2 separate regions of the Sus scrofa genome follow, and region 2 is linked to region 1. Evidence: chromatin contacts called from public Hi-C data. All regions are on one chromosome and are shown on one strand. The core of a region is the stretch at or near the end of the contact, and the rest is flanking DNA. Distances in the headings are between cores, read along the strand shown.

Region 1 (5,145 bases), core at 884-3,383:
AGAGCTCATGTGCTTGGGGATGTTCTGCAGGTGGACGCTACAGCATCCGGACCTCGGGGCTGTCGGGGGAGGGGAGGCTTGAGGGCTGAGAGGGCATCTCCTCCCTCCGCCTCGGCCCAGCCTCTCCTGCTGCCGTCTGCCCCCACGGTCTCCCACGTCCCCAGGGAACGACTCTGAGGCGGGCCCTCCCGTCGACCTCCCTGCCTGTTGCCCTCATCCCATCTCACGCAACGGATGCCCTGAGAAGTCAGGAGGGCGGGGGAAGGACCAAATCCCAGCTCCCCTAAAACCTCTGTTCCCGACACAAGCTGTGGCCCTTCTGTTTTGCCTTCCACTTGCCGAAAGAAGGGAACAGGAGCGTCCTCTTGGGAATGGAGGCGTTCGTGATGAATGCCAAGGATTTGTCTGGGCTCCCAGTTACAACATCACCACCACCCATACCTGGAGTTTTTCTAACTCTGGGTTAGCAACAGGAGCTAAAGCTTCAGAACACAGATGCGATCAGGCAGAAGTCGGCCCATGTCCTTCCACTCGTAGTGGTCCCTGGATGCGGCCATCAATGGCCCGGAGATACCACCCACCCTGGCAGAGTCTGCTCTGGAACCTGGTTTCTCACCTCCTACTTCCTCTGAAGCTGAAGCTGTTTTTATAACAAACACTGATGGGCTTCCTGGAACTCTCAGTGGACACGTCTCAGCCCTTATCTCATCTGGGTTCCTCTGTCAGTGGTCTGTGACCACGTCCTCTCTCAAGCAGGACACCGAGCCAGGCCCTGGGGCTCTCGAGTGCCAGAGCTGGGAGGGTCTACGGCCGACCAGCACGTCTCTGGACACAAGTCTGGGCTGACCTCATTTAATGCCATGGCTTCCATTTCTCCCGGGGGGTCCAGACCTCAACGTGTACCTTTGAAGGAGCCAAAATCAGCCCATGGCAAGGACCCTGAGCATTGCAGGGAGTCGAGCAGCATCCTTGGCCTCGACACATTTGAGGCCGGGAGCACCCACCCAGCAGGTGACAACCAAAAAGCTCTCCGGACATTGCCAAACAGCCCCTTGGGGACAAAATTAAGAACCCCTGTTTTTGTTTGTTTTGTTTTTTGTCTTTTTGCCATTTCTTGAGCCGCTCTCACGGCATATGGAATTTCCCAGGCTAAGGGTCGAATCGGAGCTGTAGCCACCCGCCTACACCAGAGTCACAGCAACACGGGATCCGAGCCGCGTCTGCGACCCACACCACAGCTCACAACAACGCCAGATCTTTAACCCACTGAGCAAGGCCAGGGACTAAACCTGCAACCCCATGGTTCCTAGTCGGATTGGTTAACCACTGAGCCACGACGGGAACTCCAAGAACCCCGGTATTAAGAACCCCTAGCTTGGAAGGATATAAATGGGATGCTGGATGAGGTGAGCGTGATGGGGGAGGGACCTCACTGAGAGCCATCCGGTGGGTAGCTCGGCGAGGGCCTGTTGATGGTACTGAGAATGGGCAGCCACGTGAGATGCTGCAACGCTCCAAAAACACTCGCCCACAAGGCGGAAAAGAACAGTGAGTCCCAGGCCCAAGGCGGGGAAGTAGCAAAATGCCCAGCACAAGTGGAAGAGAGCGATCAAGAGGAAACAGAGCTGGAAAGAGCGTAGAGAGATCAGCAGGGCAAAGGGAAAACCTGAGTAAGGTTTCTCTTTGCAAAGCATCTCCGTCTATCCATGTTCTCCAGCGGTGCTTCATCTCTTCTCACTGACATGGAACCTATGGCCAGTCCCCTAAAACACAGCAGTGTTTGACCCAGAGTTTGGCCAAGTGCCCCGGACCTGTGACCAGGCCTTTCCCCCCAAATTGGGTGTTTTCAAAGGTGATTGTTATTTTCAGGCTGATAACCATCTAGGTCGGGGTTTCTCACCCCTGGTGTTGTTGACATTTGGGGCCAGAGAATTTGTGGTTGCGTGGGGGTGGGGCGCTGTACTGCGCATGGCACAACGTTTAGCAGCAGCTCGCAACTCTGCCTGCCAGACACCAGTGACACTCCATCTCCTAGCTGTGACAACCCAAAATGCCTCCTGACGTGGGGAGGGAGGAGAGGGAAGGTCAGCGCCCTCGAGAGCCACCAGGCTAGAGAGAGAGCTGGGAGTTTAGCCTGCCTCCCAGAACAGGAACCAGACACGGTCTGTGTGAGTGTCTGTGTGAGCCCCGGACGGACTGGGACGTGGGATGGGAAGTTGGGGGTGGATCTTCTGGGACACCAGACCCCAGCCTCGCCCTGACCAAAGCGGCCTGGAGGGTCTTACTCACTGGTCACCGACGGCTCCCCTGGATCCCTAAGCTCTGCCCAGGGTCCTCTCTCTCTGTAGAAAGAATGGTATCTCCCTGCTCTCTCTGCATCCATCTCTGAGACGTGCATGGACCCGGGCTCTGGACACAGGTCCCCCCCCCCTTGTTCCATGATGGAATGTTCTGCTCCTGACACCCTCTCGGTCTAGAGAGCACGTTCCACTTCCAGAGGACAGAGCCAGGGGCGACCACAGACTCCTGCTTTGGAATCATGAATCGGAGTTGCTGAAAGAGAAAGTCGGGCAACTAGCACGAAAGACCAAGTCCTGACTCCCTCTGAAATCAGCTCTCCATGCCGTCCTTCCTACTGAGACTTTGGCAGAAGCGACCTCATCACCCCGAATCTGCCTTCCGCAGCTCCCTTGCACAAAACGAGAAGAGGGATGAACAACCGTGAGCTTGTGGGAAGGACGCACCCGCCCGTGCCTGGCTCTTCTGTATCACACAGCCCTGGAAGGCAGCCCTGATCAGAACAGCCCAAAAGTCAAGAGTTGGCCTCCACTTCGAGGCGTTGGTGCCCCCCTCCCCAAAATCTTCTCTGAGGGACTCACTAAGGCTCAGCAGGACGGCGAGCATAGGAAACCAGATTCTGCAAGCACTCAGGGCCTCTGGCCCCACAGAGCTGAGCTGTGAAGGGATGGAGCTATGATGGGAACTATGATCAGAGGTCATCACACGATGAAGAGCTATGACGGGAGGTCAGGGAGAGGAACAAGATGCGGAAAGGGAAGCTCGCCTGATGCCACGAGGCTGAGGCTCTTACACCTGCTCTCCCAAAGAATAGGACAAGAACAAATAAGCTCCCCCTCCTGGATCTTTCACTCTGCGGAGCAGGAGGGCCTACGGGAGGGGGCAAGATCCTGAAGACATCACACCATCTCTGTCTGCTGTGGGGCTATCAACCTCAGGACGATGAGAGGATTCTGGGTTGTGGGGGCTGTTGTGGGCATTGTAGGATGTCTCTGCCCCCAGAAGCTGGTAGCACAACCAACTGGGACCGGGAAAATCCAAAGTCATCAAATCCATGGAAACAAAGTCAACTGATGGGTGATGAAAGAGTTCTGGGGAGCTCCCGTCATGGCCCAGTGGTTAGCGAATCCGACTAGGAACCATATGAGGTTGAGGGTTCAATCCCTGGCCTTGCTCCGTGGGTTAAGGATCCGGCGTTGCCGTGAGCTGCGGTATGGGTCACAGACGCGGCTCAGAGCCCACGTTGCTGTGGCTCTGGCGCAGGCTGGTGGCTGCAGCTCCGATTCAACCCCTAGCCTGGGAACCTCCATATGCTGCGGGAGCAGCCCAAGAAATGGCAAAAACACAGAAAACAAAAAACAAAAAAAAGAGTTCCCAAACTAGACAGAAGGGATGGTTTCGCAGCGTGGTGAATGTATCAACTCCCACTGAATTGTATACTTTAAAACGATTTAAATTGTTTGCATTGATAGGTGTCTTATGCCATGATTTCCTAAAAGTCTCCAGAGTTAGTAGACTGGGGGCAAAAGCGTGCTCAGGTAAGGACCGCGCTTATTCTACAGAAATGAAGAGCTAGGCTGTCAAGTTTCCTCATTTCAGCCCCACTGAACTTTTGAGTAGAATCATTTTTTTGTCTATCAAAGGCCGTCCTGGGCATTACAGGGTGTTTAGCCGCACTGCTGGTCTCTACCCATGAGATACCAAGCGCGCCCCCTAGCGGTGACAATAAAAATACCTGCAAGCACCACCCAATGTCTCTTGGGTGGTAAAAATCATCCCTGCTGAGAACCACGGATCTAAACTGTAGGTGGTTTTGCCCCCAGTCGCCTAGGACTTTTTAAGAACTTCTGCACAATGTGAGCTGTGAGACCAGCCACAGGCTTTACAATCTGAAGATGTGTGTTTCCAGTTTCAGTCTTTGAGGTTCCGTCACGGAGGGCACTCAGTCCCCTCACTATGTCTCCTGACTGATAAACAGAGAACCATGACGAGGTATTCGAGTGGGGACTGATATTCCCCAACCTATCAATCAAAACATAGTTAACTGCCCGGGGGGAGAGGGGGGAAGTGGGAGGGATGGGGAGCTTGGGGTTGATGGATGCAAACGATTGCTCTTGGAATGGATTTACAGTGAGATCCTGCTGGGTAGCACTGAGAACTATGTCTAGATACTTACATCGCAACACAGCAATAGGAGGAAAAAGAATGTATACATGTATGTGTAATTTGGTCCCCATGCTGTAGAGCAGAAAAAAATAAATTAAAAAAAAAAGAACCTATTTAAGACACCCAGCAGAGAGTCTGACCCAGACACTGACAATCACAACCTCCCCCCACTCTATTTATTTATGTTTTAGGGACACATGTGTAGCCTATGACGCTCCCAGGCTAAGGACCACTTAAAATCTCATCTATTTCTGAAGTTTGGGTGGGAAGAAACAAGTAAGGGTAAGGAGATCACTCACTTTTGTCAGCGCCTAGAAATTAGCACAAAGCGGTGATTTTTTTGTTTTTGTTTTTAAAGCAAGTTCTGAAGGGGCTTTTCTGCCTTTTCTATGCATGACCAGCAATCGGTTGTAGGTAACAGAAAAGCCCTCTTCCCCAATGCTGTGGATCACACACACACACACCCCATCACTCCAAGTTTAAAGCCAAGAGGGATGTGGTCAGGTTTGTGCTTCATCAGTAACAGGTTAGGATTTTTTCCTTGTTTTGTCTTTTGAGGGCGGCACCCATGCCATATGGAGGTTCCCAGGCTAGGGGTCGAATTGGAGCGCCCAAAGCACCATGAGATCTGAGCTTCGTCTGCGACCTACACCACCACAGCAATACCCGATCCTTAACCCA
Region 2 (5,145 bases), core at 957-3,456, 170 kb after region 1:
CCTGCCTCAAGGATTTAGAGATGGCCTTCACTTATGTGGGCAGGCATCAGCCAGAGATCTGGCAAACTTTAGGCCTTCTAAGCCTGTTAAAGTTATCCAATATGGAGTTCCCAGTGTAGCACAGTGGAAACGAACCCTACTAGGAACTGTAAGGTTGCCGGTTCAATCCCTGGCCTCGCTCAGTGGATTAAGGATCTGGTGTTGCCGTGAGCTGTGGTGTAGATCACAGATGCGGCTTGGATCCCCCGTGGCTGTGGCTGTGGTGTAGGCTGGTGGCTACAGCTCCGATTCGACCCCTAGCCTGCGAACCTCCATATGCTGCGGAAGCGGCCCTAAAGAGAAAGAAAAAAAAAAAGTTACTCAATAGGTGGACGCCCTTCTTCTCAGTGCTGATACTGAAGAACAGCGTAAGGATGGGTCTGGGTCCCTGCAAGATCGCCGGCAGCAGGCTCATAGGATGTCCGATCCAGCTCCAGCCTTTGGAGCCGCCCTCTGGAACTGGTTTGCTCAACAGAGCTGTCACCGTGACCTTGATCCTTTTATTTGGACCCTGTACAGTTAACTACTTCTCGCTTCATTACATCCCAACAGAAAGCCGTCAAGCTTCAAATGGTGAGGAAGGGGTGCCCAATGGAACGTATCGAAGCCCACCCGACTGTCCCGTGAGCGGAGACCTAACTGCTTTCCCCGGACAACGCCCCTTTGCAGCAGGAGGCAGTCAGAGCGGTTGTCACCCCTTTTCCACCCCGCAGTGAGAGTCTCCAGCTCCAGAGGAGGGATTGAGGCAGAATCCTAACTCAGGTCGTCTGCAGGAGCACGGGCTTCGATGCCGCCTTTGCTGTGGCCGTTGATGAACGCGTGCAGCTTCAGGGCTCCAGGGAGAAACGTCCCCGCAGGCCCTGTTAACTCTGGGGAGTGTCCCTACGCCCAGATGGACATTCACCTCTACCCGCTCCTCAGCCGATAGAGAAGGAACGAGAGGAATGGGGACTCGAGTCTATGCAAAGAGAAGGGCAACGAAGCCATGAGATTTACGGGGCATTTCCGGCCCTCAGACCCCTATTGGCCAAGGACTGATACAGGTAACGAGGTGAGGCCGAGGGGAGAAAACCACATCCTTCTGGACCCCACCTTGGTGCCCCCCCATCTTGAAAGGATAAAAACCCCTACAGGACAGTAGAGAGAGGGGGCTCTTCTCCGCCCTCCCAGGTGTCCTGGGAGGTGTTTGCTTGCAAAAAAAAAATAATAAATAAATAAATAAGGGGAAGGGGAGACGAGCGAGGCTCAGCGCACACACCTTGCAGCCGCCGGCTCAGTTCCATGGAGAAGAGGACCAGCGCCAGCTTACTCTGGCAGTAGGCTGCCTTTGTGTCGTACTTCCTCTTTTCCCAGTTCAGGTCGTCAAAGTCGATGTGCCCAGCAACGTGGGCCAAGGACGAGAGGTTGATGATTCGAGAGGGGGCAGAGGCTTTCAGCTTGTCCAGCAGCAAGTTGGTCAAAAGAAAGTGACCTGCGGGAAGGAAAAAGAAATTGTACTGAATTCTGGCCATGTGCCCAGGACCACACTGCGAACATCCCCGTGTGTCATCCTCCCAATAACCCACCCAGCTTCCTCAACAGGGTCCAGCTTTGCCCCCCAGGGGCCACTGGGCAGTATGGAGACGGCGTTGATCATCCTGCGGGCGGCACGATGAGGGCGGACGGGGTACTGCTGCCACCTAGTGGGTGGAGGCAGGGATGCTGCTAAAATCCCACAGTGCACGAGATGGTGCCCACGACAGAGAACGCCCCCGCCCCAGATGTCAAGCCCTGCGACAACCCTCTATGAGGTCAGCTGGAGAAGAGAAGGGCTTCTGTCTCCAGAGAGCCTTTCTCCATTTCTTCCCCGGTGATAGAATGTTTGCTGCTGCAAGAGACGGTCCAGGGAAGGACTACATTTCCCAGAGCCCCATGTGGCTCCACCAGGTCATGTGACAGAGCCCCAGCCAATAGGGGTGAAGGGTGGTAACACCTGCGTTATGGGTTGAATTGTGCCCCCCGCAACCCCACTAAAAATAGGTTGAGGTCCTACAACCTCAGAGTGTGACTGTGTTTGGGGACAGGGGCTCTAGAGAGGTGATCAGGTTAAATGAGGTCATTAGGATGAACCCGAGTCCTCTAAGACTGGGGGCCACCCGAGATCCATGTGCCTCGCCCTTACTAATGGACTCCAGCTGTATTCAGGGCGACAGCGGATATCCTGACACGCTGGGTGAAGGACAGACAAACGAAGGGACCCAAGGCCGAGAGGCTGAGGGAGGGTCTGAAGGACGGAAGGTCCAACGATGAACAGGTGACTCCCTGAGCCACTGGGTGACCCCACCCACGGCCGCCTGGCCACCCTGGAGATGGGGGGAAGGGCCCCTCCTCCTGGAGCCTGTGTCTGACTCATGCACCCCCCTTCCCCTGCTCACACCCCAGGCCGATGCCACTCACCCAGGTAGTTAACGCCAAGCTGCATCTCAAAGCCATCCTCCGTGGTCCAGTGGGGGCACCGCATCACGGCAGCGTTGTTGATCAGGACGTGCAGGTGCTCCTCCTCTGGAAGACAGGCGTGGGGACAGCGTGTGACTCAGGTTCCCCTCTGTAAAAGGGGTAATGATAGAACCGGCCGGGCGGAAGGCTTAATGAGTATTCATTCAACAGTATCTTCTGCAACCTCAGTGTCCATCCAGTGACAGGAATGGACGAAGATGCGCTACATACATACAACAGACACAGCCATAAAAAAGGGAGACTGGAGTTCCCGCTGTGGCGCCATGGGATGGATGGTGTCTTTGCAGCACCAGGACACAGGTTCGACCCCCTGGGCCAGCACAGTGGATTAAAAGATGCAGCACTCCCACAGCGGTGGCATCGATCATACCTGCAGCTCAGATCTGACCCCTGGCCTGTGAATTTCCTATGCCGTGGGGTGGCCAAAAAAGAAAGGGAAAAAAAAAAAAAAAAACACCCAGAAAATGCCATCTGTAGCAACATGGATGGGCCTAGAAATGATTGTACTAAATGAAATTAGAAAAAGACAAATAACCATGGAATCGTTTATATGCGGAACCTTAATAAATCGCACAATTTATTGCCAAAACAAAGAGAGACTCGGAGATGTAGAGAACAAACTTACGGTTACCAAAGGGGGAGATGAATCAGGAGTCTGGGATTAGCAGATACAAACTACCCTATAGAAAACAGAATCAACAAGGACCTACTGTATATGGAGTTCCCGTTGTGGTGCAGTAGTTAACGAACCCGACTAGGAACCATGAGGTTGCAGGTTCGATCCCCGGCCTCACTCAGTGGGTTAAGGATCCAGCGTTGCCGTGAGCTGCGATGTAGGTCGAAGACACGGCTCGGATCCCCCGTGGCTGTGGCTCTGGCGTAGGCCAGTGGCTCCAGCTCCAATTAGACCCCTAGCCTGGGAACCTCCATATGCCGCAGGAGCGGCCCTAGAAATGGCAAAAAGACAAAAAAAAAAAAAAACAAAAAACAAGGACCTACTGTATATACAGCACAGGAAACTCTACTGCATATCTTGTAATAACCTATAATGGAAAAGAATCTGAAAAATAGGTTAACAGACAGATAATGTATAACTGAATCGCTACTGTACACCTAAAACCAAAACAACATTGTTAAATCAACTCTACTTCAATTTAAAAAAAAAAAAGCGTTTTTTTTGGCTTTTTAGGGCCGCATCCACGGCATATGGAGGTTCCCAGGCTAGGGGTCGAATCAGAGCTGTAGCCGTTAGCCTACACCACAGCCGCAGCGACACCGGATCCGAGCCGCATCTGTGACCTACACCACAGCTCATGGCAACGCCAGATCCTTAACCCACTGATCGAGGCCAGGGATTGAACCCACATCCTCATGGATACCAGCCATGACAGGAACTCCAACTTCAATAAAAATTTTTAAAAAGCCAAGTATTTTCTTTTTTTTTTTTTTTTGTCTTTTGTCTTTTTGTTGTTGTTGTTGCTATTTCTTGGGCCACTCCCGCGGCATATGGAGGTTCCCAGGCTAGGGGTTGAATCGGAGCTGTAGCCACCGGCCTATGCCAGAGCCACAGCAACGTGGGATCCGAGCCGCATCTGTGACCTACACCACAGCTCACGGCAACGCCCGATCGTTAACCCACTGAGCAAGGGCAGGGACTGAACCCGTAACCTCATGGTTCCTAGTCGGATTCGTTAACCACTGCGCCACGACGGGAACTCCAAAGCCAAGTATTTTCTAAGCACCTCCTACTGGGCACAGACAAACCCCAAGAGTCCAGGGCGGCTGGGAGCCGAGCCCACAGCGCCCTGCGTGGAGGGAGTTCTCCAGTGAGACAAGCTGGGAAGGAAGCAGACAGGGGCCTCGACCGAGAAAACCGTGGCGAGGGCGGTGGGGCCCCTGTCTCGGACGATGCAGGCTGACCCCCGAGACAGAACAGCTGCTGAGACCCCACACGTAGGGGCACCTGTGTGCGAGGGGCTGTGTGTCCGGGGGCACCCACTAGCAATGAAAGCCTGGAAGCAAGTCAAATGGCCATGCACAGCCAACCGTCAGAGTCACACACCGCAATGCAACGCAATACAACGCAGCCACAACAAGGAAGGGAAGCGTTCCCATCAGCAACCAGCAGAAACGAATCCAGCTAGTATCCATGAGGACACAGGTTCGATCCCTGGCCTCGCTCAGTGGGTTAAGGATCCCGCGTTGCCGTGGCTGTGGTGTAGGTCGGTGGCTACAGCTCCGATTCGACCCCTGGCCTGGGAGCCTCCACATGGTGCGGGTGCGGCCCTGAAAAAAAAAAAAAAAGAAAGAAAGAAAGAAAAGGGAAGACCTCCAAGAGGGAGAACCCAGGAGAAAAAGCAGAGGGCAGCACTGGATGTGTCACAGGCTCCACTGGGTACAAAACACCAAGGGGGTGTTCCCGCTGTGTGGCTCAGTGGGCTAAGGACTTGACTGGTCTCATTGGCGAGGATGTAGGTTCGATCCCCGGCCCCACTCAGTGGGTTAAGGATCCAGCGTGGCTGTGGCTGTGTTGGAGGCCGGCAGCTACAGCTCTGATTCGACCCCTGGCCCAGGAACCCCCATACGCCGTGGCTGCATAAACAGCCCAGA

Evidence for each region. A called contact is a pair of places that touch in the nucleus more often than the background predicts.
Region 2: a Hi-C map of blood shows a contact between it and region 1, with 3 times the contacts expected there. The contact joins two enhancer-like sites. A contact is called at or near these places in 2 of 47 Hi-C or Micro-C datasets (blood and undifferentiated spermatogonia).

Annotation. Positions count from the first base shown.
Region 1 is chr6:59,107,153-59,112,297 of Sscrofa11.1, forward strand. No RefSeq gene overlaps it. Among named protein-coding and RNA genes, the nearest start is that of NCR1, 17 kb to the left of the region's middle. Within about 2 kb of position 2,134, at least 6 of the 83 cell types and tissues checked have an H3K27ac peak or open chromatin away from gene starts, as enhancers often do.
Region 2 is chr6:59,277,740-59,282,884 of Sscrofa11.1, forward strand. It overlaps RDH13 (retinol dehydrogenase 13), which reads right to left. Exons shown (of 7, transcript XM_021094989.1): 4 at 2,476-2,580; 5 at 1,298-1,510. Among named protein-coding and RNA genes, the nearest start is that of RDH13, 13 kb to the right of the region's middle. Within about 2 kb of position 2,207, at least 14 of the 83 cell types and tissues checked have an H3K27ac peak or open chromatin away from gene starts, as enhancers often do.